Linked DNA regions of Mus musculus: regions 1, 2, 4, 5, 6 and 7 are each linked to region 3. Evidence: chromatin contacts called from public Hi-C, HiChIP or PLAC-seq and promoter capture Hi-C data. All regions are on one chromosome and are shown on one strand. Each heading gives the region's core, a stretch centred on a gene start, on an enhancer-like site or on the middle of the called end of the contact. The rest is flanking DNA. Distances are from core to core; before and after follow the strand shown.

Evidence for each region. Promoter capture Hi-C pulls out the DNA fragments that hold promoters and counts their contacts. Hi-C and Micro-C count contacts between places; a contact is called where the count stands out from the background. HiChIP or PLAC-seq counts read pairs in DNA pulled down with a chosen protein or histone mark.
Region 1: a Hi-C map of cortical neurons shows a contact between it and region 3, with 4 times the contacts expected there. The contact joins the enhancer-like site here to the promoter of Mrpl19 in region 3. A contact is called at or near these places in 2 of 39 promoter capture datasets (cranial neural crest and embryonic stem cells), 2 of 15 datasets of contacts at CTCF or cohesin (embryonic stem cells and large pre-B cells), 1 of 484 Hi-C or Micro-C datasets (cortical neurons), 4 of 115 datasets of contacts at active chromatin or transcription factors (embryonic stem cells, forebrain and microglia) and 1 of 9 other capture datasets (embryonic stem cells).
Region 2: a promoter capture Hi-C map of pre-B cells shows a contact between it and region 3. The contact joins the enhancer-like site here to the promoter of Mrpl19 in region 3. A contact is called at or near these places in 10 of 39 promoter capture datasets (the 3T3-L1 cell line, the HPC-7 cell line, cranial neural crest and 6 more), 1 of 15 datasets of contacts at CTCF or cohesin (embryonic stem cells), 5 of 484 Hi-C or Micro-C datasets (cerebral cortex, cortical neurons, palatal mesenchyme and 1 more), 9 of 115 datasets of contacts at active chromatin or transcription factors (T-cell acute lymphoblastic leukemia, bone marrow-derived macrophages, embryonic forebrain and 6 more) and 3 of 9 other capture datasets (embryonic stem cells, liver and pancreatic islet).
Region 4: a contact with region 3 is called in an H3K4me3 HiChIP or PLAC-seq map of bone marrow-derived macrophages, with 4 times the contacts expected there. The contact joins the enhancer-like site here to the promoter of Mrpl19 in region 3. A contact is called at or near these places in 4 of 39 promoter capture datasets (the 3T3-L1 cell line, 3T3-L1-derived adipocytes, embryonic stem cells and 1 more) and 2 of 115 datasets of contacts at active chromatin or transcription factors (bone marrow-derived macrophages and large pre-B cells).
Region 5: a contact with region 3 is called in an H3K27ac HiChIP or PLAC-seq map of trophoblast stem cells, with 6 times the contacts expected there. The contact joins the enhancer-like site here to the promoter of Mrpl19 in region 3. A contact is called at or near these places in 12 of 39 promoter capture datasets (the C10 cell line, the HPC-7 cell line, cranial neural crest and 8 more), 3 of 15 datasets of contacts at CTCF or cohesin (the NIH/3T3 cell line, embryonic stem cells and large pre-B cells), 12 of 484 Hi-C or Micro-C datasets (the 3T3-L1 cell line, cerebral cortex, cortical neurons and 6 more), 18 of 115 datasets of contacts at active chromatin or transcription factors (T-cell acute lymphoblastic leukemia, bone marrow-derived macrophages, cardiomyocytes and 13 more) and 3 of 9 other capture datasets (embryonic stem cells, liver and pancreatic islet).
Region 6: a promoter capture Hi-C map of second pharyngeal arch cranial neural crest shows a contact between it and region 3, with 4 times the contacts expected there. The contact joins the enhancer-like site here to the promoter of Mrpl19 in region 3. A contact is called at or near these places in 9 of 39 promoter capture datasets (the 3T3-L1 cell line, cranial neural crest, embryonic stem cells and 4 more) and 1 of 115 datasets of contacts at active chromatin or transcription factors (embryonic midbrain).
Region 7: a promoter capture Hi-C map of embryonic stem cells shows a contact between it and region 3, with 5 times the contacts expected there. The contact joins the enhancer-like site here to the promoter of Mrpl19 in region 3. A contact is called at or near these places in 12 of 39 promoter capture datasets (3T3-L1-derived adipocytes, the HPC-7 cell line, cranial neural crest and 7 more), 15 of 484 Hi-C or Micro-C datasets (the 3T3-L1 cell line, B cells, the C10 cell line and 11 more) and 9 of 115 datasets of contacts at active chromatin or transcription factors (SST interneurons, bone marrow-derived macrophages, embryonic basal ganglia and 6 more).

What each region holds. Positions count from the first base shown.
Region 1 is chr6:82,915,624-82,918,991 of GRCm38.p6, reverse strand. Sema4f (sema domain, immunoglobulin domain (Ig), TM domain, and short cytoplasmic domain) reads left to right here. Exons shown (of 14, transcript NM_011350.4): 8 at 282-460; 9 at 661-808; 10 at 947-1,169; 11 at 1,294-1,403; 12 at 1,510-1,670. Among named protein-coding and RNA genes, the nearest start is that of Sema4f, 22 kb to the left of the region's middle. Within about 2 kb of position 1,286, at least 28 of the 459 cell types and tissues checked have an H3K27ac peak or open chromatin away from gene starts, as enhancers often do. A contact at or near this core is called in cortical neurons, where this site is marked.
Region 2 is chr6:82,745,036-82,748,663 of GRCm38.p6, reverse strand. The region is part of intron 3 of Hk2 (hexokinase 2); the gene reads left to right. Among named protein-coding and RNA genes, the nearest start is that of Hk2, 28 kb to the left of the region's middle. Within about 2 kb of position 1,308, at least 36 of the 459 cell types and tissues checked have an H3K27ac peak or open chromatin away from gene starts, as enhancers often do. A contact at or near this core is called in the HPC-7 cell line, T-cell acute lymphoblastic leukemia and pre-B cells, where this site is marked.
Region 3 is chr6:81,964,360-81,967,789 of GRCm38.p6, reverse strand. Mrpl19 (mitochondrial ribosomal protein L19) reads left to right here and starts at 1,841. Exons shown (of 5, transcript NM_026490.2): 1 at 1,841-2,083. The coding sequence starts at 1,863.
Region 4 is chr6:82,820,714-82,824,000 of GRCm38.p6, reverse strand. No RefSeq gene overlaps it. Among named protein-coding and RNA genes, the nearest start is that of Gm32591, 8.9 kb to the left of the region's middle. Within about 2 kb of position 1,845, at least 120 of the 459 cell types and tissues checked have an H3K27ac peak or open chromatin away from gene starts, as enhancers often do. A contact at or near this core is called in bone marrow-derived macrophages, where this site is marked.
Region 5 is chr6:82,721,918-82,725,341 of GRCm38.p6, reverse strand. It overlaps Hk2 (hexokinase 2), which reads left to right. Exons shown (of 18, transcript NM_013820.3): 18 at 1-317. Among named protein-coding and RNA genes, the nearest start is that of Gm32480, 8.4 kb to the right of the region's middle. Within about 2 kb of position 1,756, at least 82 of the 459 cell types and tissues checked have an H3K27ac peak or open chromatin away from gene starts, as enhancers often do. A contact at or near this core is called in embryonic stem cells, extraembryonic endoderm stem cells, nephron progenitors and 3 more, where this site is marked.
Region 6 is chr6:82,523,423-82,526,763 of GRCm38.p6, reverse strand. All of the region lies in intron 3 of Tacr1 (tachykinin receptor 1), which reads right to left. Among named protein-coding and RNA genes, the nearest start is that of Tacr1, 120 kb to the right of the region's middle. Within about 2 kb of position 1,498, at least 4 of the 459 cell types and tissues checked have an H3K27ac peak or open chromatin away from gene starts, as enhancers often do. A contact at or near this core is called in second pharyngeal arch cranial neural crest, where this site is marked.
Region 7 is chr6:82,687,701-82,691,539 of GRCm38.p6, reverse strand. All of the region lies in intron 1 of Gm32425 (a long non-coding RNA gene), which reads right to left. Among named protein-coding and RNA genes, the nearest start is that of Gm32425, 9.9 kb to the right of the region's middle. Within about 2 kb of position 2,174, at least 20 of the 459 cell types and tissues checked have an H3K27ac peak or open chromatin away from gene starts, as enhancers often do. A contact at or near this core is called in embryonic stem cells, where this site is marked.

The sequences.
Region 1 (3,368 bases), core at 37-2,536, 950 kb before region 3:
AAGCGTATATGTAGAGTTTTTATAACAACCGAGGACAAATTGGTTTTAAGGACTAAGTGAAGTCACAGTTCTTTGTCATGATTTACGTTGTCAGTGTCCTTGTTATCACAATCCTATCCATCTCTGCACCCTGTTACCCCCAGTTTCTCAGATTATGTCTGTTCTTCTCCATGTCTGTCTGTCCGCGTGCTATGAACTCAGGTAGCACACACAAGGGTCTACACATGTTTTATCTAGTTTTGGTCTTCTAAAGAGTGTTTCCCATGTTCCTGTCACCCCAGGGGGACCTTGGGGGCCGGAAGACCCTTCAGCAGAGATGGACGACGTTTCTAAAGGCTGACCTGCTGTGTCCAGGGCCCGAGCATGGAAGGGCCTCGGGGGTTCTGCAGGATATGACAGAGCTTCGACCTCAGCCTGGCGCGGGGACCCCCCTCTTTTATGGCATCTTTTCCTCCCAGTGGTGAGGGGGTCCTGGTGTGGATGACGGGGTGACGGGGGGAGGGGTGTCCGTGGAGTTGGTATGGTCACTGCAGGTGGACTCTCTTTCCCTCGGCTGCATGGCTCCTGTGTGCTTCTCGGGGATCCAGTCCTTTGATAAGGGACGAGTTGCTGTCACCTAGCTCTCTCCAGATACTTAGCTCCAATCTGTGACTCCTCCAGGGAAGGAGCCGCCATTTCTGCTGTGTGTGCCTTCCGACCCCAAGACATCCGGGCAGTGCTGAATGGTCCCTTTAGAGAGCTAAAACATGACTGCAACAGGGGACTACCTGTCATGGACAACGAGGTGCCCCAGCCCAGACCTGGAGAGGTGAGGAGGGGGTGGGGCAGGTCTTCATCACAACCTTGATTTTTTTTTCCACCATCGTAAAGGACAAGAGCTTTGCTAAGCATCCCTGATACTTCCTGTTCCCTGAGAAACATTGTCACCCAGACCTGTCTCCTTTAGTGCATCACCAACAACATGAAGTTCCAGCAGTTTGGATCCTCACTCTCCCTGCCAGACCGTGTGCTCACCTTTATCAGAGACCACCCGCTCATGGACAGGCCCGTGTTTCCAGCTGATGGCCGCCCCCTGCTGGTCACTACGGATACAGCCTATCTCAGAGTTGTGGCTCACCGGGTGACCAGCCTCTCAGGGAAAGAATATGATGTGCTCTACCTGGGGACAGGTATACAGCATCAAGCAAGTTGCCCATAACGTCACCACAGAGAGGTGCCCTGTGACATCCAGGCACCAGGGTTCCAGGCACAGTGCCAGCTAAGCCATTTTCTTGCCCTTTTCCTTCCTCCCAGAGGATGGGCACCTCCATCGGGCTGTGCGCATCGGAGCTCAGCTCAGTGTCCTGGAGGATCTGGCCTTGTTCCCGGAAACACAGCCGGTTGAAAGCATGAAATTGTACCATGTGAGTTGTGTATTCGGGGAGCCTGCTGGGGAGAGTCGAGTCTGTGGCCAGTTAACGGTCTGGTCTGGACGATGAGCACATTTTCTCTCTCGCTCCATTTCTACAGGATTGGCTTCTGGTGGGCTCCCATACTGAGGTGACACAAGTGAACACCAGCAACTGTGGCCGTCTCCAGAGCTGCTCAGAATGTATCCTGGCCCAGGATCCCGTGTGTGCCTGGAGCTTCCGGCTCGATGCTTGTGTGGCCCATGCAGGCGAGCACCGTGGGTGAGTGGGGCTGCTTTGCTTTGCTCTCTTGCCTGCCCGCCCTCCTGGACTCCGCCCTCCCATATGGCTGTCTCATCTGCCGATGCCATTCCCTCTGTGTGTGGCTTCTTGTTTGGAGCCGCATCTCTTGCCTGCCCGTCGGTTAGCTCATGTTAACTCATCTGTCTGCCCGTCTGGTGCTGTCTAATTAATGCTAGACCGGGCATTGCACACATTGTACCTCGGATGATAGTGACTCCAGCTCCGAAGTGGATCATTGCTCCACTGGCTTCCTCCACCTCCACTGCCACCAAGCCAGCGTGGTGTGCGTGCGTGTGTGTATGTATGTGTGATGTATTAGAGTGTATATGTATGTGTGTGTTTGTATATGATATGTGTGTATGTATGATGTATATTTATGTAAGGTGTGTGTATGTGTATACATGAGGACTGGCAAGTGTATGTCATTGCCTCAGCTTGTGTGTCAGAGGACAGAGGACAATCCCTGCTAGTTTTCTTACACTTTGAGACAAGGTCTGTCTGTGGCTCACTATTTTGTATTCAAGCTAGCTGCCCTCAAGCTTCTAGTTTCTTTTGTCTCTTCATCAGGCGATAGGGCTGCACAGGGACTTGTGAGATACCTGTCCTACTGTGGCCAACTTTGAGGCCGGTTCTGGGGAACCAAATTCACTTAATCAGGTTTGTACAGCAGGCACTGTTTCCACTGAGCTATCCCCAACCCAGTCACTTCTCACTGGGGTCTCCTAATTCTGGGCTCCTGCCATCCATTTGCCTCTCAGAGGTGACCTTAAAAATATACCACACGGAAGCAAACCCTGACGTCCCTCCCTCACTCTGAATAATTCAGAATGACTCTCTTGTCACATAAGAAATCTCCTAAAAAGATCTTATCCTTGGAAATCTTAAATATTTAAAAGTACGATGAATGAATAAATGTGACTAAAATGATAAATTTGTGTATCTCCACCCCTTCCACCACTGCTGCCTGACCAACACTGTTTTTAATGACTTCGCTGTCAGTTATTTTGAAGCAAATCTTTCTTAGATATCATGTTATTTTATTCATAAATCTTTGAGTATCTGTGGCATACAAGGACACTAAAACAAAAGAAAAGGGTGCTGGAGAGAGACATGGGTCAGCAGTTAAGAGCACTGCTTGTTCTTCCAGAAGACTCAGGTTCAATTCTTCCCACCTACAGGATGGCTCACCGTTCCAGGGGCTCCAGTGCCCTCTTCTGGCCTCTGAGGGAATTGCACCCTTGTAGTGCACTGAGGTGGGGAAAAGGTGCAGGCTGCCTGAGGAATGACAGATTGTCACTCAGTACAGAATGAAGACTGTCCTCTGGGCTCAACACACACACACACACACACGTATGTCCACGTTCACACACACAAACATAAATATACACACACAAAATAATCATGTTACATAATAGGTAATACTTATGTAGCCATACCCAATCCTTAACTTTTTAGTGTTATCAAATATACAGTGATGTTTCAGTTTCCTCATTTGCATATACTTAACCTGTATAATTCAAGATTCAAATAATACCATCAATACTCGTAGGCTTATTTGCTTTATAAATATATTTTAATTAAAAAAAATACTGTGATAATGTCTTAATCTGTAGCCCACACTGGCCTAGAGCTCACCCTAATCTGTAGAACCCGGGCTGGCCTCAAATTCATAGTGAT
Region 2 (3,628 bases), core at 59-2,558, 780 kb before region 3:
GTACCCTAGTCGTCTGTTTGTAGAGAAGGGTGGTAGGGTGCTAGTTAGGTCATGGGCTGAGAGGGGAGCTGTGGTGACTTCAACACCTGGCAGGCTTGCTGGGGCCTGCTGCTCTACACAGGAGCGTGCCCAGTCTTCAGATTGTCTTCCTGCTCTGTATTGTACCTCATCGGTGTTGTTCCCCCTCATGAAGAATGTGCTAGCCTTTTCTCCGTATTGCTTCTGTCTCGTTCTGGGCCCTGCTACCAGATGACAAATATTTGAGAACCAAGTAAGACAATGCCAAAAACACACCAGAAGTTTGGCTGTGGTTGTGAAAAACCACATTGCGATGTGTGTGCAATGTGTTGGGCGAATCTCGTCTCCGTAGACCTCTTTCTTCTATAATAGGAAGGTCACAGGCATCCCATGGTCCTGGCAGCTTTCCCTGCAGAGCCTGGCCAGGGCTTGCCACTTGAGTTGACATTTGCAGTGTGTCTGTCCACCTAGAAAGAGAATCTGTTTCTAACACTCATGATCCCAAAAGTTCAAATTTACCTTGAAATATCTCAGACTGTCGGGGCCAGGTACACATCTGTAATCCTAGCATTTGAGAGACTGAGCCTGGAGGATTGAGAGTTCAAGGCCAGCCTGGGCTATATATAGTGTGACCTTGTTTCCAAATGAAAGTCAAACCTATGAAAATAATTAAAATGTGACACCTGATAATAAAATACCTAATAGTGAAAACATCTCAAACCACCAAAATTAAAGAAAATCATTTCTATTCTTTTTCTTTTAGCTACATTGAGAGAGAGAGAGAGAGAGAGAGAGAGAGAGAGAGAGAGAGAGAAGGTCAGAGGATAATTTGTGGGAATCAATTCTCTCTACTATGTAGATTCTGGGGTTCACACACCGGTGGTCAGGCTTGTTGTTAAGTGTCATCTTACCAGCCCAGTTTTTTAAAAGGGGGAAGAAGTAGATTTTTAAAATGCAGTTTTATTAGATCAAAAGCTAAATTATCAAGCCTCAGACTTGCAACAGTCCTTAAGAGCTGTGAACCTGTCGGGAGAGAACTCTATCTTCTGCTCACTGGTTTCTATCTCAGAGAACTTGGTGCCCCTTCTTCCTCAGCTTCTTGATGCTGGCCCCGGCGGGCGCCCGCACACCCTGCTGAGGTTTTTTAGGTCTATCTCAGGACAAGAGGAGTGAGACATCCTCCTGTCAATAAGGAAAAGGAAATGTGTGGAGCACAGAGCTGGCAGACCGATGCCCTTTGAGCCTTTTTATGGCAGGAAGGTGTTGAGTTCTCTAGCATCTCATGCCCCGTCCTCAGATAGCAGGAAGAGAGGGTTGGTCCTCCAACTCAGGGGAGCAGCTGTCTCCTCTCTTCCTTCTAGGAAGCGTGTAGGCTTTTGATCTTGCCGCTTACTCAGACCTTTTCTCAGTGGACTTGCCCTGTGGGAAACCACGAGTCACATGAAGCCTGGCAAACTGAAAATGTGACCAGCCAGCTGAATTTAGTTTGACTTGATATCAGGCTCTCAAGAGGTAGCCTAGGCTGCCAAATTCCCCATTTTCCTGTCTCAGCCTCCTGAATGTAGGGGCTTTTTTTTTCTTGCCTTCTGTGGGGAAGGCGGCTGGGGAAGGAACAGAGGTAAGGGCTGGGGACTAGGAAGATATATTTTGTTCCTTGCCTTAGATTAAGGTCCCCCCAATTCCCGTGACTGCTTGATGTTTCTGTGACTTGTTTCCTTTGGATAAAGATATTCACCCTAAAGGCTGTAAGGTGACAAAGAGCTCACATACCATGTGTAAGGCCTTGGGTTCAGTCTTCAGCGCTGGGAAAAAAGGGAAAGAATAAAGAAAAACTAACAAACACCGCTCTTGCCTTGGACTGGAGGTTCAAAGTTCAGCATCAACTGTGGGTAACCGTGCTTCGGATGAGACAGATGGGCAGGACCCAGGATGGGGGCTCAGCCAGCACTGCCTCCTCCTAGATTAGGCTGCCTTCCTTCCTGACTCCACCAGCTGCTCATCGCCCAGACATCAGGGAGCCGGTGGGCCTGTTAGCCCCATCCCTTATTGTTGAGATCTGGAGAGATTTTCGAGAGCTTGCTGGGTCTCTTGAGGGGTGTGTGAAGGCTTCAGGAGAGCATGGAGCAGTCGGCTTTCTCTCTAGGAATTAAATTCAAGTTGTATGCTTGGCACCAAATGCCAACCCTCTGAGCCGTGTCGCTGGCCCTTTGCTCCTTTCTGGGAAGGAACACACTTGTTTGTCTTCCATTCTTCCACTCCTTCTTCCACGCTTTTCCATCTTGCCACTTGGCCCTCTTTCCGTGGACTCTGTTTACCCTCTCCAGCCTCTGCTTACTCGCTATATCTCGTGCCCTGCCCTCTGTCTCTCAACATCTAGAGAGCTAAGCTTCTCTTTGAGGGTATGGAGTAGGTGACAGGGGACCTCTCGGTTGGTGGGCTCTGGCTTGACTGGAAGCCTGAGTTATCAGGAGTGCACCTCTCTGCATGTTGAGGTGGCTATGTGGGTCCTGCAGCCATTGCCCTGTCTTTTGTTTTGAAACTGGACATCAAAAATAGAGACTGGAGATGACTTGCTAGTTAAAAGCAATTGCTGTTTTATTAGGGGACAAGAGTTTGTATACCAGGGATCAGATCAAGCAACTCACAACACAACGGAGAACTAGTAACTGCAGTTCTCCATGGCCGCAAGTGTGACTGCATGTATACACCTGTGCGCGCGTGCACACGCACACACACACACACACACACACACACACACACACATATTTAAAAAAAAATAGAATAAGATAAACAACAAACCAAAAAATAATTTCCTTGAATTGCCTTCAGGGAATTTTTTTTCTTTTACAGAGGAAAAATAAAAAGGTTGTTTATTTTGCTTGAGTTGGTTCATAGAGCGCCAAGGGAAGGAATCCTGTCAGTCTCCATCAAGAGTCAGGGCTGCCAAAGAACTTCTTGGGAGTGAGATGGGCTTCTGTTTAGGAGGATGAGCTGGGCTAACATGACTGCCAGCAGAGGATGCTCTGTTCTCTGATGTACTCGAACCTTGTGATAACCACGACGCCCAATGATTTAGGGGGTTCTTTTGAGCAAGATTAATTTAAAAGTCTTAAGTGGAAGATGCCCTCTAATGAGCACTAATTAGCATTATTTATGCCTTTGTACACATTGCATGACTGAGTCCAGATGTCATTTTGAGTGTCAGTTCCGATGTCGTTTCCTTTTCATTGGGAGAGCAAAAGATGACATAAGTTCTACCAGCTCATCTTTATAAGTCACTTGTTTCTGTAACTGAAGTAACACTAGAAAGGGGGCATTTATTTTGGCTCACACTTGGAGGGTATAGTCTGTCATAGAAGGAAGAGGACAGACATGGCAGCAGGGGTCTGAGGTCATGACTGTGTCCACAGTCCGGAAGCAGAGAGATGTGGTGCTCGGCTCAGTTAACTCCTTTTTAATCGATCCGTGGCTCCAGCCTTTGGAAGGCTGTCACCGATACATGGGGAGATCTTCCCACTCCCACACAGGCATGCTTAGAGGTTTGTCTTCTAGGTCATGTTAGACTGTTTAGACTGTGTTAAGTTGGCGGTCGATAGAACCCTTCACCCTA
Region 3 (3,430 bases), core at 592-3,091:
GTGTGTGTGTGTGTGTGTGTGTGCTTGCAGGAGTCTATGTGCAGGACATATGTCCTGTTACCCAAGGACACCCAGTGTACATTAGTTTCCCTGGACCTGGAACTACAAACAGCTGGGAGCCGCCTGGTGTGGGTGCTGGGAACTGCTACAAGAGCTGTAAGTGTTCTTACACGGAGCTGTCTCCCAAGCCCCTCTCAACTCAAGAAGGTTTGAAATGGACCCCTTTTAGCTTGTATGCCTCCCAACTGCCCGAGGCAAACTCAGTTTTAGTTCTGGAAAAGGGAATGTTCTCAGTGAGCTCAAGGACTCCGTGGGGGCTATTTGTTAAGAGTGATGGCTTTTCTCTTTATGCTTTGTCCTAGTTAAGGTTTTGTTGATGAAATGAAATATCATGACCAAAGCAAGTTGAGGAAGAAAGGTTGCATTTGATTTACACTTCCATAACACTGGATCTCACTGATGGAAGTCAGAACAGAAACTCAAACAAGGAAGGAACATGGAGGCAGGAGCTGATGCAGAGGCTATGAAGGAATGCTGCTTACTGGCTTGCTCCTCATAGCTTGCTCAGCCTGCTTTCTTATAGAATCTAGAAACACCAGTCCAGGGATGGCACCACCCACAATGGGCTGGACCCTCCCCCATCAATCACTAACTTAAAAAAATGTCCTACAGGCCACCTACAGACCTATCTTATGGAGACATTTTCTCAGTTGGGGGTACTCTCCTCTCTGATGACTCTAACTTTTGACAAAACAGCTAGCATTTATTATTCTGTTTGGAGCCTGTGAGAGCCAGGTAGTGCTGGTTAGTAAGACAGAAGTTAAGCAAAAGAAGATACTCATTGCTCCCCACGGAATTCATAACAACGAACTAAATACCAATAATCAAACAAGAGGCAAACGAAAATTTCCTAAAAGAAGCAACGTTCTACAAGACTGATTAACTAATTAAAACGTGAGTGACTTGAAGCATTGTGGTGCTGCAGATCCAGAGCCCAACTATCTTGGCCCATTAGTCCCTCAAATGGTAATTTATTCCCAACTTACTTGTGAACCAACGGCCTTGTTATTATTAAGGGACTACATTCAGCAACCGCCTCACTTCCATCAACCTGAAGGCTAAGAAGGCCATCAGCGCAACTGAGGCATACAGCAGAGACATCTCCATTTTGATATAGCATTCCTAAATGGGTGTACCTGCCAATGTGTTTAAGGAATGGCTTTCTTGCTCTGATACTATGGAATGCCATGGAATTGTTACATGTAATTGGAACATGGATTTGTGGTGACCTAAATCTTGTGTTCTGAGCCCCTCATTAATACTTGACTCTAGAATAAACTATCTCTTTTGCCCTTTAGGTGACAGTTGTGTTTTTCATGTAGGCACAAGCAAATAAAAGGTGGAACTGAGGAGGCTGGAGAGGGTGGCTCTGCAGTTAGGAACACGTAATTTTTCAGAGGACCCATGTTCAATTTCCAGCATCCACATAGGGTCCCTTGCCACTGCCTGTAACTCCAGCTCCAGGGGATCATATGTCCTTCATGGGCACCTGCAATCACACTCACACACACACACACACACACACACACACACACACACACACTCCACGCACTTCATAGTCACTCACTAAATGCAAATGAGATCACAGTACTTAGTGAAATGTACAAACTTGCTAACCCTGTAGAGAAGTGTAACTTTGCAAATTATGGAGAAGAGGAAAATTATATACATTTACAGGTATAACTCCCTCAAACAAGCGGCGGTACACCGGGAAGCAAGTTTAGTCCCATAGGAGCCACCGTCCGGCCACACCCCATCGCACTGACTTCTGGGAGTTGTAGTCCTTCATTGAGGGTGTAGACATGGCGGCCTCCATGGCAGAAAGTTGTAGGGCGTCCCTGTACCTGGCCCGGAGCGTCCGAATGGCCAGGCCACGGCTTGCTGCCTTCGCATCTGATGCCTGCCGTGTCTGCACGGGCCCAAGCCGATTTCAGAGCACCGGGCCTTCAGAGCCCGGTGGGTTCAAGCCACCGCCGAAACCTGTCATCGTGGACCGGCGCCGAGTCCCGGAAGACGAGAGAAGGTGAGGCGGCCGAGGCCGCGTGGGAGTGCGCACACTTTGATACCCGCTTTATAGCTGGGCTGCACGAAATCGGGTTCCGGGTCTGCCCCTCTCTAGATCACGAAAGACGCAGGCTTGGACTCCCTTCCCTCAGTTTGTCCTAAAATCCACCACGGTGAGCCTTGGCCAACAGATTCTATCCAGGAGGAAGGGTTTGGGGAGGTCAGATCGGCTCAGGCACGTGGATCCAGCACACTCTTTTTCGTCTTACCTACATAAATGCATCTTCAGAAGCTTAACAGTATGGACCCGCAGGGTGGTTCGGTTGTGAAAGTTGCAACCTGTACACCCAAATCCATGCCTAGAACCCATAGAGAAAAGAGAGACCGTACTCCAAAGTTTGCCTTCAAATCCCCACATGAATGTTATGCTGGGCGCTCCAACCACAATACACAATAATTTGTGGGTGTGTATCAGGCTGGCCTTGAACTCAAAAAAGATCTGCCTGCTTTTGCCTCCTAAATGTTAGGATCAAAGGTGGGAATCCCTATGCTCGGTGGAAGATTTCTTTTAAAGTCAGTTTGCAGCTGGTGATTTGTATATATTTTCTCCATATTTATAGCTCAGTGGGAGACTTGTGCTCATTTGCAGACTGAGAGAAATGCAGCGTATTAACTGTGACAAAATTGTAACAAATAGTAATTATGTCAGCGGTTCATCACCTTTACGCTCCAGTTGTGCTTTGTTTTTTTTTTTTTTAAGTAAGATGACAATAAAACATCTAACTGGTCTCAGGATTAATTTATGCTACTATGGGTCAGCTTGCCTGTGTGGTGACAAACACCAGAGACAGCCAGCCTAAAGGGAACAAATTCGTTTGGCTCAGGGTTTGGACAGTTGTAGTTAATTTTGCTTGGTCCTGGCCCTGTCACTTGGGCCCTGCAGTGACACAGTATAGCGTGGCAGGAAGCATTAGCTAGGTAAAAGCAAAGGGAGAAACAGAAAGGGGCCGGGGTCTGTGCCTTGCCTTCAAGGTTAGATGCCCAGTGACATGTTTCCTGTACCGGACTGAAACTCTTTAAGGCTTTCTAAGCCCCAGTAGCTGCCCAGGATGACAGCTAAACAAACCCTTAGCACAAATGCCTTCTTGGACAATAAGGTCCAGACCTTGAGGGCTACTTGATGTATGATAACCATTTAAACACAATGCCTGGTGCGTTCTCAGGAGTGAGCATTAACAATGGTTTTGGAAACCATGGTTTTAGAAATAACATTGCAATCCATATTGAAAGAATAAAATACATCTACATTATACCCATTGTTTTTCTTATGCTGGCCTAAATCACCTTTCATTTTTAATTTTTTTAT
Region 4 (3,287 bases), core at 596-3,095, 860 kb before region 3:
AATGCCCACGGGCAGGAAACCACACTCTACCGTGGGCTGTGGGCTCTCTGCTCTGCTCTGCTCTGCTCTGCTCTGCATTTCTAAGGAGAAGCTCCAGAAGCATGTCTTTGATTTTGTTAGTTTTTGAGATTTTAATTTTTATTATTTTTGAGTGTGTGTGTATATGTATGTGTGTGTGTGTGTACATGCTGGGGGCAATTGCACACATGTGCGTGTGCACGCACATGCACGCGCACACACACACACACACACACACACACACACACGCACACACACACACACGAGCACACACACACACACACACACACACACACGAGCACAGGAACACATGAACACAGTTACCCAGGAAAGCCTGAGGTACTAGATTGCCCTGCAACTGCAGTCACCAGCAGTGGTGAGTTACCAGACATAGATGCTAGACACTCCACACATGCTCCTTTGAATGCTTTTAACCCCAGAGCCATCTCTTCATCCCCAAGGAAGAGTTTGCAAGCCACTCAGTTGCCTCTGCGACACAAAAACAAGCCAAACCTGGGTCCTTTGCTGCTGCATGCTCTCAGTAGGCTCCTGTCTCAGCAGGCATCAGAAGTCTATTTATCTGCTCATTCCCAAGAAACACTCCTTAGGTCCAGATAGAAGGAGAGGAGGCTATTGGGATTTCTGTTTTTCCTTTCTCTGCTGGGATCAGGCTAAGTACCTAGTGCATGCTCGCTGGGTAGGTGCTCTGTGTCCTCGCTAGGTATCCACAGGCATAAGGATGGAGGGTTAAAACTACGCTCCAGGATGTGAAGGCCAGATTGCACGGAGCCCTTCCTTTTCCTGTTGCTTTCAGCAATTCCACTCTTGGTCAGCTGGTGCCACAGAATATGCATGCATGTATGCATGTGTGTGCATGGCTGAGTGTGCATACACGCTTGTATGCATGTGCATGCATTCATGCATGTGTGAGTGTAGGGGAGGGGTGTGAGGTGTTGGAAGGAGGATGATTCAAGAGATCACAGTTTTTAAAAAAGCATTTATTTTAACTGTGTGCATGTGTAGTCATGAAGGCTAAAGACACGGGTCCCACAGGAACTGGAGTAACAGGCTGCTGTGGACCATCTGACATGGCTCTGGAATCAAACCAAGGTCCTCTGCAAGAGCAGTGCCAGCCCAATGACTGGAGCGTTTCTCTCTCTCTCTCTTCCTTCCTTTCTTTTTTTCTTTTCTCACTTTAAAAATTTATTTATTTTTAGGCTGAATGTGGTGACTTACACCTTTAACCCAAGCATTTAGGAGGCAGAGGCAGGAGGATCTCTTTGAGTTAGATGCCAGCCTGGTGTACCTAGGGAGCTTCAGGACAGCCAGGACTACGTAGAGAGACCCTGTCTCAAAATAAAACACACCAGATTACTATCATTTTGGATTATATATGTGGGTATGTGCACATGCATACAGGTGCCAGTGGAGACCAAGGAAGCTGGAAGCTGGCCTTACAGGGGCTTGTGAGCCACCTGATGTGGATGCTGGGAACTGAACTCTAGTCCTTTGGTACATCAGTGAGTGCTGGTAACAATTTTACCACTTTTTAAACACCTTGATGGCTTACAGTTTGGGGCCCAGCAGACCAGTGGACAACAGGTTTCAGAGAAATGAAGAAGGGGTTCTCAGAAACCACCTGAAGAACCAGGGCCCACCCCTCTCTATCTCCCCCACCCCCCATCCCTCAGCCCCTCTCCTCACCCCCCCAACAATGCCCCCCTCCCCCCAGCACCAGGTTCTGCTCCTTTCACTTCCTCCCACAGACAAGCTTCTAGGAGCCTGAGAGACAACTTCCTGTATTGAGTCACTCTGGAGTCCAAGCCCTTTCCAAAAGCCTGGCCCTGAAGTGGGAGGAGAATGCAGAGGCCTCTCCTTGAGGGTCCACAGACCGGAGGGAGCCTCCAGCCCCAGATGATGTAAGGTCCCACAATTGCTTTTGGATGTCCTTGTCTGAATCCCTGGATTAGCTTCTCACTTGCAAACCCTGGGCAAGTGAGAGGCAGCAGCGCCTTCCAAGAGACCTGAAGAGTACACATGTCAGGCTGCACGTAGCAGCTAGGGCAGGGAATAGAGGTGTTGTCATGGCAACTATCAGGGTGTCCTTTCCACTCACAACCTCTAGGTTCCTCTGTTTGTGTTATGGGTCTGAAAGGTATACTCTAGAGCTTTTTTTCTCTCTTCTTCTCATCCCCGGAAACAGCTGAGGAGGAGAAACAGAGACAGAGGTTTGGGAAGAAAACAGCCTCTCTCACACTGGGGCTTCTTGCAGTTGGGTGGAGCGTTTAGCAGTTAGGTGTCTCACCTAGTACCTGGGCTGTTCAGGTGGGAAATTCCTTCCTTCTCAGATCAAGTGGCAGCTGCCCTACTGTCCTCTCTTCTCCTTGCTCCCTCAGATTACATGGTGGGTGGAAACAAGGTCAGATGAAGCAGACAGAATTTATGGTTATTAAGTCTTATTTAGTTTTGCCTAAGTCAGGTAGAAGGGTCTACAGACCCTGGGTCAACAAAGTATCACTGAGAAAGCATCAAGATTGGAAATAAAGGTCCTAGATTTGGGGTCTTATCCTAGTATAGGATGACCACAGACAATGAATCTCTGTTCTTTTGGCTTCCTTTGCCCCTCCAGAAGGTGGGAGGGATGGAATGACTTCCAAGTGTTAGATAATTGTGTGAGGGGCCTGGGGATGTAGCTTAGTTCACAGAGTGCTTGTCTGGCATGCACAAAGCCCCAGCACAGCATGAACTAGGCACAGTGATCTATGCTGCAGCCCAGGAGGCAGAGGCAGGAGGATCAGAAGTTCAAGACCATCCCTGGCCACATAGCCAGTTTGAAGCCAGCCTGGGCCCACCACCACCACCACCAAAGAATTATCTGAAGCATTATGCAAATGTCTAGTTCTCCACCCAGAGTGTTTTATTAATGTCTGAATGGGATATGGAAATCTGTAGTAAGGTAAATGTAAATTCATTTCAGCATGAGAATCTGTTGAAACTCGGGCACTTGGAGAGGAGCCACACCAGAATTATGAATCAGAAGTGGAGATAAAGGCAGGAACAGTTAAGAATTGAACAGCATCTACTGAGCCTGTCATTTGATGGCTCCCAGGCCTTTACAGAGTAAGGCCATTTATCTCACTGTACAGAACCTTTTATCGTACAAAAAAGACCATTAGAGAAACCCTCTTAGGCAGGCGAGACCTCAAAGTGTCCTTTAGACTCAGGAATGGAAGGCTACTCTACCACCCTCTCAGAAACACTGTGCCCTG
Region 5 (3,424 bases), core at 507-3,006, 760 kb before region 3:
CTTTTTTTTAAAAAGGGGTGTGTGTGTATGTGTGTGTGTGTGTGTGTGTGTCTAACTTTTAAGGAAGTTGGCTTTCAATCCAGAGCATGAGACAGTGTGCTGTGTTCCTAGTACTAGGCTGGCTACTGCCAGCACTAGGTTGACAGCTCTCTCTGCTAATGCTGCTTTGTGTGATCTTCAGTGAACCTTTGACTCATCTCATATCCCTGGGCACTCGGTCTAGTGAGCGTTTTGTCATCATGTACAGTAGAGAACTAGTTGAATTAACCATGTGATGTTAACTATTATTAATAAATTTTAACTTTTTTTTTTCAAAATATTCAGTGTGTGATTGGATCTTTTAAGTGGGGCAAGTTAGGACTTCCTGGTCAGTCTGATCAATCACTGATGGGGTCGATACATTTGGAGTGGCCTGTTATCTTTCAGTGTCCGTGGAGACGGATTCTGGAATTCTGAAGCCTGTGGGGGTCGGATCCTGTGATTGCTTTCTATGGCGGAGATAAGCGCCGTGAACGATCAGATGCTGAGAGCAGAAGCTGAGCCTCAAGCAGTAAAGACAGAGTGGTGTGAGTCCTTAAACCCTCTGCAGCTCCCAGTGACACATTCCTCCAACAAAGGCACACCCCCTAAGCCCCTCCAAACAGCAGCACTAACCGGGGACCAAATACTCATGAGATGGGAGAGAGAGAATGGGACTAGTGTTGAGCCTTGAACCCAGGGCCACCTGTTCAGTGGACTTCACCCCTGGTTCTCCCAACACCACTTTCAGATGGGGTCTCATGTAGCCCAGATTGGCCTCAGACTCCTGGACCAGTTTTAGCCTTCCATATGCTGGGGTTACAGGCATGTGCCACCACACCTGACCACACTTGTTTTATACTTTTTTGAGTATAAAACACTGGGTTGCTCAGTGTGTAGACTTGAACCCCTTGTAGCCCAGCATGCTCTGCGCTCTTTGGTCTTGCACTCTTAACCCTCCTGTGAGGATGCATTTATAGACAGTCCTTTTGTGAGACAGGCTCACTATGTACCCCCAGGCTGACCCGCATCTTGCTATGTAGATCAGGCTGGTCATAAACCTGGCAGGCCTCTTTATCCTTCCAAGAACTTGGAGCTACAGGTAGGAGCCACTACAAGCTAAAGAAGTGACAGGAGCAGGACGGTGAGACTAGGTCCAGACGGTCTGCCCTTGTGATCCCAGGGCTGGGGAGGCTGAGGCAGGTGGATCCCTGGAGGTCACTGGTCTGCAAGCCTAGCTTACCCAACAGGTTCCAGGCCATAAGAGACCATGTCTTGAGAAACAAGGTGGACAGCTGAGGAAAAACAGCCAAGCCCATCCTTTCACTTTCTCACATGCACCCGTGAGTGCATGTCTGGGACTTTTCTAGCCTTTACATTTCAGAAAACACTGCCTTAAAAAAGTGATAAGATTGGCAAGATAGTTAAGAGCATAAAGGAACTTGATATGCAAATCTGATTTGATCCCTGGAGCCCACCACAGAAGGGGAGGATTGGTTTCTCACAAGTTGTCCTCTGATCTACACAACACACACATCCACTCACACATGGAGGTCCAGTTTTATCCTACACTGAATCTGAGTCCATGATCAAGCGGGACTGCGTTTCTTGGTGCACACGTGGGTCCTTTGTTTTCCCTTCCAGCCTGGCTTTCTAAAGCTCATTCCACTGACTTAAGTATATGAGGATGGCCTTGAAGTGACTCTCCTGCCTCCAGGCGCTGGAATTCCAGGCATGTGCCACCACCCCCCAGCTTAGAGGCCTCTTTGGCTTTTCTGCCTCAAAGCAGATTCTTACAGATTCCCCACTCTGGGCCTCTTGAGTTTTGCAGCTGGCTTGTTCCTGTCTGTAACATCAGCCATACTGCTCAGCACAGTGTGGGCACCTCTTTCCCCAGGTCACTTTGGCCTCTGGCAGCGGGATGGAAAAGCTACATTCGTTATGTCCCATGGATGGGGCTGGGGCACAGACAGCTCCGCACAGACCCTAACATTGGACTAGCAGGGAATATTTTAGTGCGATTTAGGGTACATTTACCTGCGGTGAGGCCCTCAATGTCCCGGATAGCACGTGTATCTCTTTCCTAGGCTGACTCCCCATCCTCCCAAGGAAAAATTAGTTTCCTCCAAGCAAGCAGACTGCACTCACACTGCTCCCAGCTTGGAAAGCAGTTTCCCAGCCAAACCCCAGGCAGCCTGTCTCCCTGTTTTGTTTTCTTCGGCTGGGCCCCAGGTGCCACAGGCTGGAACACAGGCACTCCGGTGTTGAGAGCATTTTCTAGCCTTTGCACAATCCGCTTTTGCTTTTCTGTTTTCCAATTTCCCTCTGAGCCATGTCTCTTTTGTTCTTCCCTCACCATCGGCAGTCTGAGCACCCTGCTTGACGCCACCTCGTTTCTGTACGAGTCTGGATGAGGCATACATTGTTTCGTGCCGTCTCTGGTTTTCTTTATTTCCTTTTCTAAGGACATGGATGAAATACAGGGGCCTGAAAATGCTGTGTGCTCTAAACTAAATGATAGATCCTTAGCTCTCTGTGATGCTTTAATAAAAACACACAAAACATAGTTGGCTAGAGTCTTGTGTCCTCTCTCAAAGCAGGGTTTGTTTACATATTTCTATCTATCTATCTCTATCTATCTATCTATCTATCTATCTATCTATCTATCTATCGTGTGTGTGTGTGTGTGTGTGTGTGTGTGTACGTACATGGGGAGGCCAGAAGAAAACCTAGAATCAGCTTCCTTCTTCCATCCTGTGGGTCTTGGGATCAAACTCATGTTGTTCGAGTCATAGGCAGGTATCTCCACCCACTGGGCTCCCTACTTGTCTGGCACATTTTAAGGCCCATAGACATTGCTGTGTTTGCATCTATTTCATTACTTCTAGTAGCTACAAATGTCTTGTTCTGTGTATGTCCTGTCTGCCCATTTGTTTTCTCATGGGTGAAGATGTACTATTGACTCAACAATGGCTACACAGATACCGTGGCTTTAAGCCCCTTGTAATGGCTAATCTTGGTTGTCAACTCTGCTACATCTAGAACCAACTAGACCCCAAGAGTCCAGCACTCTCCTGTGAAGGGTTTTCTTCATCAGATTAGTTGAAGGAGGAAATCCCACCTTCTAGTCCAGGACTGGGTGCAGGGAAGCTTTCCCTTTGGCCAGCTTGCCCCATTCTCACCGAGATGCCCATCTACGCAGTCGCTACAGCCAGGACTAAGCTCAACTTCTTCCAATGTAGGCTGGAACTCAGCAGCTCTCCAGGAGTCTCCCAGGACTCCAGCACAGCCTGGATCTGCTAAGACATCTACTCTTGTGGTCTGAGCAATTCCAGAGTATCGGTCTTTCCGCTGTAAGACCGGCATTGTTAGACTACCTGAGCTATGCTATTTGAAAGTGTGGTCT
Region 6 (3,341 bases), core at 249-2,748, 560 kb before region 3:
ACTCTGTGCGGAATGGATACAACCCAACCGGAGTGCCCACGTCATCACGGTTCTGTAAAGATTAAAATATGTAAAATATGTAAAGTACTTAGCTTTCCAGATATACTAACAAGGTAACAAGTGTTATTTCTACATTCTCAGTTATTACATTATCTGATAACCTTTGAGGACCATAAAAGAGAGACGCATTTTCCAAGGAAAGGTACTGAGCAGTCCCTTCAACAACGTGTCCTCTTTGATCCTAAAGTCATCATCCTGAAAGGATGGAGTGTGTCCTTTCAGTTTCAAGTGTGACAAATAATTTGTATTTATCTTCAGCGGGATCTTTTTGATGGAGCTGTCCTTCATCATCCTGTGGAAACAAGGCTGCCCAGTGAGCAAAGCTTCCTGCATTCCTTGCCTTGTCTGAAAATGTCCCTGTCCCTCCATTCAATGCTGTCCCTCAATTTCCGTTCAAGCCTTAGTCTTCATTACAGGTTCAGATGTTTGTAGCTGTTCGCCCTCCTTACAGTTGCTCTTGGGTATAAATTGTCTTATTCCACACATCGAGGTGCTGTTTTTTTGTTTTTTTCTTAAATCTCCCATTTCTTACATATTTTGTTTAAAAAGAAAACCCCACCAAATTCTGACTAAATCTCCTCTCCTCACTCTGCCATAACTCAGGGTAATTTTGGAAAATGGTCCAACTACTCTGACTCTCATTCTCTTTATTTCACAGGTAAGGAATAGAATTACAGGCTATTCAAATATCATCTCGCTTTCATATTGTAGAGACCAGACCCAGTTCTTTGTGTTTTGTTTTAGCATGTCCCATGTCCAATAATAATGATGGCTTTATTTACAAGAGACCCAGACACCCACTGAATCATAGTGGCTCTGTCGTAGCTTCTGAGAAGTCCACCTAGAATTTCATCAACTAGAAGATAACAGTCCTACGGCCTGAGGGGACATGCAGAGTCATCTACAACCTGGTTCATGAGATTTACCTCACAGGGGAGCATTCTTACTGCAGAGTGCTTGCCGTTGTGACTAAGACTTTCTGCTTGTTTCCTTCAGAGAATTTAGTGGAAATGAAATAGATCTGGAGGAGGTGCATGGCAGCCATCTGGAGTAGCAGGGGCAGAGAGAGAGATGGTATTCAAGCTATCAAAACAAGAAAATTCATGGCCAGGAGCCTTTGTTGCTTTGTCATGTACCAGCAAAGTTATTTGAAGTGTGGCAAATTAAATTCATTTCTATTGTTTTCTGGGGCTATACATCATCCCAGGGTGCAGGCAACACAGGCTGAGTATTTGTGAGTGAGAGCAAAGGAGGGGCAGAGTGGGAGTGGGATGCCTGTCATTTCACTTTCTACAACTTAAAACAGCCCAGGGATGTCTAACCAGGAGTCTCCCTTTATAGCTGACCCTCCTGTCAGACCCTCTATTGAGCAGGGAAAGGAATTTCCCTGACCACCAATGATTTTAGATTCCCCATCATTACAATTCCCCACAGGGATCAGGGGTCTGGCAGTGGAATGAACCAGGAGGGTTGCCTGCAACAGCTGGGAGCTTTGCTCTTTCTGCTGGATTTTCACCATCAGCAAACTTGAATTGGGAAACATCTGACCTGCTGTAAAACCCGTGAAATTCCAGACCCATTAAAACTGTGCTTTTTAGAGATATTGAGGGAGGGAGCTGGGCGGAAGTGAGAGGGACAGGGAGGGAAGGAGGGAGGGAGAGAGAGAGAGAGAGAGAGAGAGAGAGAGAGAGAGAGAGAGAGAGAGAGAGAGGGGATAGGTGGGGGCGAGTTGGGCTGTTGGAGAGAAGAGTCTGTCTGTGGGAGCCTGCAGATCTCTGGATTGTCAACTCACATCATCTGCAGAGTTTTATCTCTGGTGTTTGGGCAGGAAGTAATCAGGAGGTAATTCTAAGGGGCCACATAGTTATGATTGACACCGTTTCTCGTGTTAACACTGAGTAACCAACAGTATACACTAATTGGTACATAGTGATTTATAAATAAGAATAATATTATATTTTATTATTAAAAATGAAACCCCATGACTTCTACCTTGTTTGCTGAATTTACTTGAGTCAAACGCTGGGCATTTCTGTCTTAGAATCCTGGGACATTGGAAGCGGTCTTGCTGGTCTGGGCATATGGTCCAGTGGGTAGAGTGCTGGCCTAGGTTCCCATCCCCAGGACTGAATAAACTGGTCATGGTGGTGCATGCACACCTGTGACACCAGCACCAGCCCTAAGGCAGGAGGATCAGAAGTGCAAAGCTATCCTTTGCTGCATGGTTTGCTTTGTTTATAAAAACAAGACAAACAATAAAGAAATGGCTACTTTGAAGCCACTCTCTTTCCACAGATGAGGCCATAGCACACAACCTGGTGAGGGTTTGTTTTGAGGCAAAGCCAGGTGGAGACACTAAGCCTGTTGACTCTAAGTAGCACTTTTTTCCTGACACTACCTTTCCATGGCTATTTAAAAAGATATACCATCCTACGTATAGGAAATACCACATGAAAATGATTCCTAAAATTATATTGGTGATCAATGATGCTATTGGCTTTAGTTAGTTTAGTTAACGAGTATGAAGGTAAAGCACACTGTGAATTCCTGATCTTAGTCATTCTGACTGGGGTGAGATGAACCTCATGGTGGTTTTCCGTAGCTTTTCTCTACTTGTTAAGACATTAAACACTTTGAAAAGACATTTCTTAGCAGTTTCCATCTCTTCTTTTGAGAACCCTGTTCAGGTGTGTAGCTATTGTTTACTCTGGTCGTTTGCTTTCTTGACTCTTGGTTTTGAATTCTTGTACAGTCTGCAGATCAGTCCACCCTCAGATGTATAACTGGCAAAGGCTCTCGGGCTCTCCAGCTCTCCGTGGGTTCCTCCTCACTCAACTGATTGTTCACTCTGGTGTATGGAAGCTTTTCAGCTTACGAGGCCCTTCTTGTCACTTGCTGTCCTTCATTCCTAAGTGAACGGATCTGATTCAGAAAGCCCTCCCCTGCCCCTGTACCTGCAGGACACCCCCCATGCCCCCCTCCAGCAGTTTTAGTGCTCCAGGTTCAAGATGAGGGTTTTCATCCACTTGCAAGCCCTATGGAGATAGCCTAGAAGATTCTTACACCCTTTCCATTTGAGACTCTGTTTTGTTCCAAGAAAATTTTACAAAACTCTGAGTATATAGGTATATAAGATAAGTATATAAATCACACAGTTATTAATACTAAAGTCATTTAAATTTTTTTGGCTGCCACATAATTTTACCATTTAGTAATGACAAAAGCAAATTTGCACTCTGAGAAGATGGATGCTTTTTTTTTTAAATGTTTGCCTCTTCAGG
Region 7 (3,839 bases), core at 925-3,424, 720 kb before region 3:
CAGAAGTGGAGCTGGAAGCATGTTCTTTTTACTACCTGATTCCTAAGATATGGCTGAATACAGGTATGTGAACATGCTTCCTTCAGAAGGTAGAGAGAGTCTAGCCACAACGGAATCTGGGGTTCCATCTCCATCACTGAAAAGGAAGCTTGGGGAATTAGCATGAACACTAACAGTAGAAGTGTAGTCAGAGAGGTGTTGCTGTGTTCACTGAAGACTTAGAAACAGCCCATCATCAGGAGCTGGTGGGGACTGATGAAGGTTGGGCTCTGTTTCAGAACATCTATCGTTCTCTCTTTGAAAATATTTATTTATTTATTTGTGTGTGTGTGTGTGTGTGTGTGTGTATGTGTGTGTGTGTGGTCCAGGAAGGCTAGCAGGGGATATGAGATTCCTTGGAGTTGGTGGTATCAGAGCTTGGTAACATCCACTGTGGGCCCTCTGATGGAGCAGTAAGTGCTCTTTACCACTGAGCTGTCTCTTCTGCCAGAACTACTTCTTTAAGGAGCTAGCTTAGTATAGCCTTAACTCCTTAAAAAATATTTTAAAATTTAATTTTATGTCTTTGGATGTTTTACCTGCATGTATATACGTGTACTACACATGTGCCTGATGTCCACAGAGGTCAGAAGAGGGTTTCAGATCCCTAGCCCTGGAGTTACAGTCGTGGGCCACCAGGTGGGTGCTGGGAATTGAACCTAAGTCTTCTGGAAGAGCAGTCCGTGTTCTTTACTGCAGCTGAAAAGAAGTTAGATCACTGCAGGTGTGCCTTTGAAGGAGGATATCGGGACCCTGCCCCCTCCTATTTCTCTCTGCTTCATGGCTGCCCAGATATGAACAGACATCCTCTGTCATGTACCATTGACATGATGAACTATCTGCTGTGTCTCAAAGCAACAAGACTAAGAGTCCTTTGACTGAAACCTTTGAAACTGTGACCCACAATAAAATTTCCTTTTTAAAGTTGATTGCCAGTGATCTTTTATCATAGTAAAGGTAGCTTGCTGTGGTGGTTTGAATGTGTTTGCCCCAGGGCAAGTGGCACTATTAGAAGGTGTGGCCTTTATTGGAGGAGATGTGGCCTTTTAGAGGAAGTGTGCCACTGTGGAGTTGGGACTTTGAGGTCTCATACATATGCTCAAGTCTGGTCAGTGGGATCAGAGTCTCCTCCTGGACACCTTTGGTTCACCATGTAGAGTTCTCAGTTCCTTGTCCAGCACCATGTTTGCCTGCACACTGCCATGCTTCCCACCATGATGATAATGGATTTGAACCTTTGAAACTGTAAGCCAGTTCCAACTAAATGTTTGCCTTTATAAGAGTTGCCTTGATCATGGTGTTTCTTTGTAGCAATAAAACGCTATCTAAGATACTAATAGTCCACCATTTAAAAACAGATGCTAGTCTCAAGTTTGTACCTTACACACGGCAGTAAAGCCCTAGTTCAGTCTCCTGTCACACCCTTCTAATTGGATTTGTGTAGCATCCTTTCTGGTCTGACTATTTTGAGGGTGGACCCTCTAGAGTCTCTAAGGTGGTGGTTTAATTAGTTTTCCTTTGAAGCATAGGGTGGATAGATGGATTTTATCTCTTATTGAGTAAGGACTGTGAGATCTGAAATGGAGTGGTTTTTAGGACCTTGACCTTTGGGTTCATCTGACTGAGGGGGCTCAGCAGCTGAGTTGCTGTCAGTTTGTCCTATTTTAGATGGCCCTATGCACTAACTAATTGTGGTTAAGATTGGCAAAAACTCATGGGAGGGCGTTTTACCCTCTCGGGTATCTTTGTTTTTGATAAGAGAATCGACTCTGATCCATGAGTCTGGGCTATAAATATTATCATTGGCCATACATGGTGCTATCTGAAGGACTTCCTCCCAAAATAAGGAGGCTTGGGTTTTTTTTTTTTTTTTTTTTTTTTTGTCTATCTTTATCCCTCTGTGTTTTAGTAGGGCACATATTTCCCTGAGCTGGGGTGGTTTTTTTTTATATGATGGTGAGTTTCACATGGTAGAAAAGATGAAAAACGCTTGTCCAATGGGAATGTTCCCTTGGCCTATTGGTCCAAATGCTAAGCCTTTCTGCAGATTTAAGAACTGGCAGCCACCCTGTGGCTCTTAATTGGCTGCTGCATTACCAGGTTTTCTTTGTTTTAAGGAGAAGTTAAGAGTCTTTGCCAACGCCATTGGATTTAGACAGAGGCCAGAGGAACCTTCGGCCAACACCAGAGAGTAGCTCTGGCCAGAAGGCTTCAGTTGTCCCTTTAGCTTGTCTAAATCCATGTGATCACCTTCCCGGAGTATTAGTTCTGTGTGGTCGTTTTGTTCACTCTTGCCCCACTTTGGTCTCCAGATGTGGGCCTAAGTACCAGAAGTTTTCCACGGAGACCCCTCTCCAAGCAAGGTGGGAAGGCCACAGCAAGGGAAGTGAGTGGAGGCAGGGAGACAGACGAAGCCTCTGCCATGCCTTCTGGGTTGCTCAGTAACTCTGAGCCTGGGTCTGTGAAAAGCCTACAATCCAGTGAGGAATGCAGCAGAACTCAGGCACAGCTCTTCGGGAGAGATCTCTTCCCAAGTGTTACAGCTCTTGGAACAAAAGGGTCAGACAAAGGAATAGTTCTCACATTCCTTTAATTCCCTGCATGGCTCTCCTATACACAGTTCTGGCAGTGATTTAGAGTTTGACAGCAAGCCCCTCTCATTGGCTTGGGCTGAGAGTTTGGGGGAAACCTTATTTGCATGTGAGAGGGCTTCGTGCTGTTCTTAAGTGGCTGATAGCCACGCCTCTCTGGTGGGGGTTGTGGAGGAGGGTCCAGGAGCCATGAGAGAACTTCCATCCCATGTAAGTGAATTGTCACTACCGGGTCCCGGGGTTCAAGATCTAGCCTCGACTGGAAACCAGGCTGTCTGTACATAGCCCATTGCCCCACATTCAAGAATAAGGTTTAGGCCCAGGCCCACATCACTCCTTTCTTTAGGCCCAGGCTGCTTCAAGAGTCAGGCTGCTTCATGAGTCAGGCATAGGCTTGCATGTCTTGCATTGGGCCCAGGCCTCTTTAAATTTCAGGGATAGTCTCAGGCCCACATCACTTCTTGCTTTGGACACGCCTCTTCAAGCCTCATGGATAGGCCCAGGCCCTCATCACTTCTTGCATAAGGGCCCAGGCCCTCATCTTTTTTGCTTTTGGTCCGGTCCTCTTCAATGTTCAGGAATAAGCCTGGGCACACATCACTTCTTTCTTTAGGCCCAGGCCTCTTCAAAGTTCAGGGAGAGGCCCAGGCCCACATAACTTCTTGCTTTTGTCCCAAGGCTCTTCAAGGCTCAGGCCCACATCACTTTTTGCTTAGTGCCCAGGCCTCTTCAACGGTCAGGGATAGGACCAGGCCCACATCACTTCTTTCTTTATGCCAGGGCCTCTTCAAAGCTCGGTATATACCCAGGCTCTTTCACTTCTACCTTTTGTCCCGGGCCTCTTCAAACGTCAGGGATAGTCCCAGGCCCACATCACTCTTTGCTTTTGGCCCGGACCACTTCAAGGGTCACAGGCCCAGGCCCACAACAAATTTGCTTTTGGCAAGGGTGTTTTCAAGGATCAGGAATAGGCCCAGGCCAATATCACTCCTTGCTTTTAGTCTCAGGTCTCTTCAATGTTCAGGAATAGGCCTGGGCACATATTTCTTTCTTTAGGCCCGGGCTGCTTCAAGGGTTAGGCGTAGGCCCAGGCCCTCTTCAAATTTCAGGGATGGGCCCAGGCCTCTTCATATTTCAGGGATAGGCCCAGGCCTACATCACTTCTTGCTTTTGGCCCGGGTGTCTTCTAGGATCAGTGATGAGCAAGGC